2 separate regions of the Mus musculus genome follow, and region 1 is linked to region 2. Evidence: chromatin contacts called from public Hi-C data. All regions are on one chromosome and are shown on one strand. Each heading gives the region's core, a stretch centred on a gene start, on an enhancer-like site or on the middle of the called end of the contact. The rest is flanking DNA. Distances are from core to core; before and after follow the strand shown.

Evidence for each region. Hi-C and Micro-C count contacts between places; a contact is called where the count stands out from the background.
Region 1: a Hi-C map of B cells shows a contact between it and region 2, with 5 read pairs. The contact joins the promoter of Mdc1 here to the promoter of H2-DMb2 in region 2. A contact is called at or near these places in 3 of 39 promoter capture datasets (cranial neural crest, embryonic stem cells and hippocampal neurons), 1 of 484 Hi-C or Micro-C datasets (B cells) and 1 of 115 datasets of contacts at active chromatin or transcription factors (pancreatic cancer cells).

Annotation. Positions count from the first base shown.
Region 1 is chr17:35,840,145-35,842,956 of GRCm38.p6, reverse strand. Mdc1 (mediator of DNA damage checkpoint 1) reads right to left here and starts at 1,459. Exons shown (of 16, transcript NM_001010833.2): 1 at 1,278-1,459.
Region 2 is chr17:34,143,946-34,146,666 of GRCm38.p6, reverse strand. H2-DMb2 (histocompatibility 2, class II, locus Mb2) reads right to left here and starts at 1,418. Exons shown (of 6, transcript NM_010388.5): 1 at 1,197-1,418. The coding sequence starts at 1,251.

The sequences.
Region 1 (2,812 bases), core at 210-2,709, 1.7 Mb before region 2:
GACATGCGTAATGGGATCTGATGGGTCAGATATTACACACACACAGGAAAACTAGTGATGATCAAACTTAGGGTCTTGTACATGTTCTAGTTTTTAAAAGCCCATCTACCACTCCCTAATTGATTTCATAATCCTCTATTGAGTATTGTGTTGTATCAGGCATAATAGCCAAACGAGACAGGGAAGTAATAACTCCAAAAATTGATTTGCTCAGAATAACACAGCATGTAAATAGAAATGAGTCACAAAGCCCCCAGTTTATACACTCTCATCAGCATACTTCAGCTTGAAGTGCAAAGAACCAGAGAAGCTAACATATAAAGAGGGGTTTATATGTTAAACAGTTTTAACACATTAGGTTGACTGATTCATTTGTTCTTGAGAAGAACCCTGTAAAAGTATGGTTGTTCTTTTTTTTTTTTTTTTCCCAGATGAGAAACGTCAACATAGATGGGTTAAGGACCGTCTCTAAATCACTCCTAGCGTTTTCTCGTGGCTGCTAAGTTCACAGAATTAAAGTAGCTCCTTGGCAAGACCCTTTCTGTCTTTGTTTGCTTGTTTTCGAGACAGGGTTTCTCTGTGTAGCCCTGGTTGTCCTGGAACTCACTCTGTAGACCACCAGGCTGGCCTCCAACTCAGAAATCTGCCTGCCTCTGCATCCCCAGAGCTGGGATTAAAGGCGTGCCCCACCACGCCCGCCCGGCCCCCTTTCTGTCTTTGACATCTCTTTCCAGATCAGTACGGGTGGAACTGTATCTACATCCCCACCTCCCCTACTCGGGTCCGTCCTATTTACTCTGCAGGAATTATGCACACCTGGTACCGGTCAGTATTTGGGCATGCATCCTCAAAATGAATCCTGCTCTCATGGTAACTACATAGCCGGCGTTACTAACAGACAAACTAGAGACAGAAATTCAAAACTGCATGGGTGGATTTTACCTATAAAGATGTCACACACGGGGAAAACGCTGAAAGGAAAAGTAGTGTACCCCAAGAAGTAAACTCCGTCCTGCCAACCCAGCAGACGCCTACGACCCTTTGCTCCAAGTGAAGGGCAACCATCTTTGGTACCTACGCTGGAGTTCGTTCCCTCGTGGCCTAAGGTTTCCGTGTCACCAAACCTACACCCGGGCCAGGGCGCCAAGCAAGGATTAGCATAAAAAAACCTAAAACCGCAACCCAAATTACCTCAGCCCAGTGACACCTAGGGCACGCCCCTCCCGCCCTCAGGAGGAATCAAAGATGGTAACCCGGGCGCGGGCTGCCGAACTCACCGACTGAATCCGCGCGCGCGCGCCACCAGTAACGGCCGCTACCAGGTGGCGGGAGTGCGAATCCCGGAAGAGAGTCGGTGGGCTGATTGGCTCCTGGAACTGTCTTTTACTGCTGGAAGCGCGCCGATTGATTCAAGTCGGAAGCCCCGCCCCTGCCTCACCTCCTCACAGCTCAAATGTGCGGCTACCGGCGGGAAACAGGCTGAAGAAAACGCTAATCAGGAGGGTGTGGCCTGAGAATCCCGCACCGTGATTGGGTAGTGCCCTAGGCCAACCCTCCGTCGCTACGTCATCCACGGACTACTTCCCGCGCAGATTTCCAAACGCCTACCAGAGAGTCTGGCGCCAGTTACCGGCGGCGGCTAGAAGGGCTCTATCATAGAAGTCATTCCAAGGCCAGAGCGCCCTTCTCGGTCATCCCAGAAATGGCGCCAGCTGACTCACGAGAAATGGGGGGTTGCAGGCAGCAGTCGTGGCTGGAGGCTGCAGATTGGAAAACACCCTGTAGGCGTGGCACTTTAGAACTCCCTATTGCAGAGGGATTTTATTTCCGTTTGATTTGGACTGTTTACTTGCTTTTCTTCCACATCTATGTATGTACGTATTAATGTATAAAATGACGGACTTTTTTTTTTTTTTTTTTTTTTTGGTTTTTCGAGACAGGGTTTCTCTGTATAGCCCTGGCTGTCCTGGAACTCACTTTGTAGACCAGGCTGGCCTCGAACTCAGAAATCCGCCTGCCACTGCCTCCCGAGTGCTGGAATTAAAGGCGTGTGCCACCACGCCTGGCCAATGACGGACATTTTGAGGTCATCTTCCTAAATGGAAGATCCTAAATACAGCAAGCTGTTTTGCTAAAACCTCAAAGTCTGTCGTCGTCTTTCAAAAGAGGAGAAAAGTATAATAAAATAATTTATTTCATTATAATAAAACATGAAGGTATTCCAGGAAAGTGGCTTGTATAGTTCTTTCCCGTTGGTTTTTTCAATATGTCCATAATAAATCGCCAGACGTTTGAAGCTTTAAGTTGGATGACTTATCCGTGTTCCTAAAGTAAATGAGACAAATTCAAGTAGCACGAAATAATCAATAATCGCTTTCATTGTTGGCATAACCAAAATTGAAATATTTTTAATGAATAAAGGAGTATTGATGTAACTTAAATGTTCTTTGTTGTTGTTGTTGTTGTTTTGGTTTTTTGTTTTTCGAGACAGGGTTTCTCTGTGTAGCCCTGGCTGTCCTGGAACTCACTATGTAGACCAGGCTGGCCTCGAACTCAGAAATCTGCCTGCCTCTGCCTCCCAAGTGCTGGGATTAAAGGTGTACACCACCACTACCCGGTTAAATGTTCTTTTATTTAAAAGATGACTTGAGCTGTATGTTGATTGCATGTCTTTGATTCATTTTCTTTAAGCCAAAGAAGGGTCTCACTATGTGCCTCCGCTAACCTCGAACTAACTAACTTAGCAGGTCAGCCTTGAACTCACAGGGATCCTCCTTCCTTTCACTGGTACAACACGATTATATTCTAGATA
Region 2 (2,721 bases), core at 169-2,668:
AGAAAGAGAAAGAGAGAGACAAGAGACAGAGACAGGGAGATAGGCAAAGAAATACAGACAGACAGAAACAGAGAAGCAGGAGAGAGAAATGTTTTTAAACTCTTGCAGTAAATGAACAATAACGGTCTATTTGCACAGACGCTGTGCCTTCTCCATTTTCCAAGCCAAGGGGCTCTAACTCAGCCAAGCTGGGCAGAAGTCGCGGTAATCCTGGGGCTTCCCTCTTGTGCTTGATGTGAGTGCTGGGAATTGAACCTGGGTCCTCAGCAGAGTCACCCAGTTCTCTTCATTGCTGAGCCACCTCCCCAAGGCTCTGACACTAAATCAGGCTGTTGCTTTCCACCTGCAGTGGTCTAAGGTCTTAAGGTAACAAATTTAAATAACTTAGTATACCCGGCTTTCCTAACAACAGCCAACCAAACAAAACTCAGAAAAGGCATTTTCAAGCTAATTCCACTCTTCTACCAAAATCATATGGTGTGATAGACTTCCACATCTGGCAGGGCATAGGTTTGGGACGAGCTTGAGGCTCATGTGCACAAGGCTGAAAACAATTAGCGCTTCTGTATGTGAGACTGGATGACAAGGGAGGACAACCCAAGATTCCTGTGTGGCATGCATGGCTGTCTACCCCAAAACAGACCTGCAGAGCACCTCACTATTGACAGGGACATAGAGTAATGTGGTTGGCATACTTGTGATCCCAGCACTGAGGCAGGAGGATTGCCATGAGTTTAAGGCAAGTCTGGCTATAGAGCGTGACTGTCTCCAATGAGAAAGAAACAGACAGACTACAGTCAGACAGATAGATAGACAGACAGACAAACAGACCAACAGGAGGAGGGAAGGGGACAGGAGAGAAAGAAACAGAGTCAAGAAGTAGTCAGTCTTGCTCTGTGCTGGAAATATTCTTGACTTTGATACCACAGAACACTTATGTCATGCCAGGCACCATGTTAGGAACCAGGACCCAGCAGTACCCAGTCCTAACCTACGTCCCCACAGGGACATCCTTCACACAGTCTATGAGAATGGCTCATTATTAAAATTGCTGTAAAATACAGTGCACAGGGCTGGAGGAATGCCATAGTCTGGAGACTGGCTACTCTGGGGCACTCAGACCTGTTAGCTAGCAAAAATGAACATGTTTTACCCAAACAGGAGCAGGAGAGAGAAGGTTCAGGAGGTTATCTTACCTGCCCCCATACAGTGCAGACTGAGGACCAGCAGCAGCAGCCAGAGTGCAGCCATGTTCCACTCTCTGAAGGTGCAGGAAGGCCAGGCCCCTGGGCACCTCCTGCAAGGGCCTCAGGTTCTCTCCTGCCCCAGCCTGGGCAAATGATCTTCACACACTGAGGTAAATATGGTACCTCTTGCTCAGGCCCCTTGCTCCTTGCTGCCTATGTGGCCCCGAGTCACTCAGCCCCTCCTTTGTACCCACTCACTCAACCAAATCTGGGGTCCTAAAGGGAGTGGTCAGATTAGCTGGGTAGTTAAGTCAGTCCAATCACTAAGTGACTTAGCCTAGCATCATCGGTTAATAGGTAAACCTCATTGTGCCCTGTGCTTTAAGAACAGGACCTTCTAGGTGGTTTCCTGAGGTCCCTGGGGGTGATCGCTGAAGCATTTCCAGGAAATACAACCCTGGCCTGCCCCTGGGTTGACTTTCTCATCTCACACACTTCCAAAAGAAAAAAGAAAAAGAAAAAACAAAAAAACAAAAAACTTCTAGACAACTTTCTTCCTCTCTGAAAGGGACGTTGCCTAGGAGATAGTACATACACCCCTGGTCTGTCCTGTCACTCAGGAGGACACAGGTGGCAGAGGCAAGACTGTAGGGAAGGAAGGAGGTACAGATAGTGTACACAGTTGCCTTGTGTCAGAGCAGGACTGGACGACAGAAAGCAATCCAACCTTAGAGAGCAGGGGCCAGCCTGGAAACCCCATTCCCTCCTGGGCTGCTTACCAAGCCTCCGTTCCTCCTAGGCTGTAGGAGCTGCTTTGGGAGCCAGGACGCCCTATCTTCCTGCACTCGCGCATCTCTGGGGCAGTTCTACTGAAGCTCTTGGTCAAAAGCTGACCTCAGGCCCAAGCTCAAGCGTCTTCCCCTCCAGAGTCTCTGCTTCCCTGAGTGTGCCCTGCCCCATGCTCCGCTCTGTTGAGCTGACCTCTGGATTAGGAAGATGCTATAGTAGAGATGTGGTGCCCCTACTATTCTCCTGGAAAGGACATTATCTACTGGTGACACTTGAGTGTGTTTGCACATGTGCACAGGTGTTCCTGTGTGTGGGTGCTTGTGTGTATACAGCATGCATGCACCTATGTGCAAATGTGTGCAGAGGCCACAGGAACACCTTCCACCTTATTGGTTGTTGTTTTTTGAGACAGGGTCTCTTGATGACCTGGAGCTGGCCAGGTAGGCTGGGCTAGCTAGCCGGAAGCCCGGGGACACACCTGCCTCTGCCTCTGCCTCTGCAGCAATGGAACCACAGCTGTGCACAGACATGTCAGGCTTTTTTGTGGCGTTTTGTTTTGTTTGTATTGTATGTTTTTGTTTTAATGTGGGTCCTGGGGATTGAACTCAGATACTCCCAATTGTGCAGCAAGCAGTTTACCAACCTAGCCATCTCCCCAATCTTAGTGCACTTTTCTTTTTGTGCTAAGAATTCAACCCAGAGCCTCATACACAATAGGATAGATTTTAAATGGCAAGTGCATCTT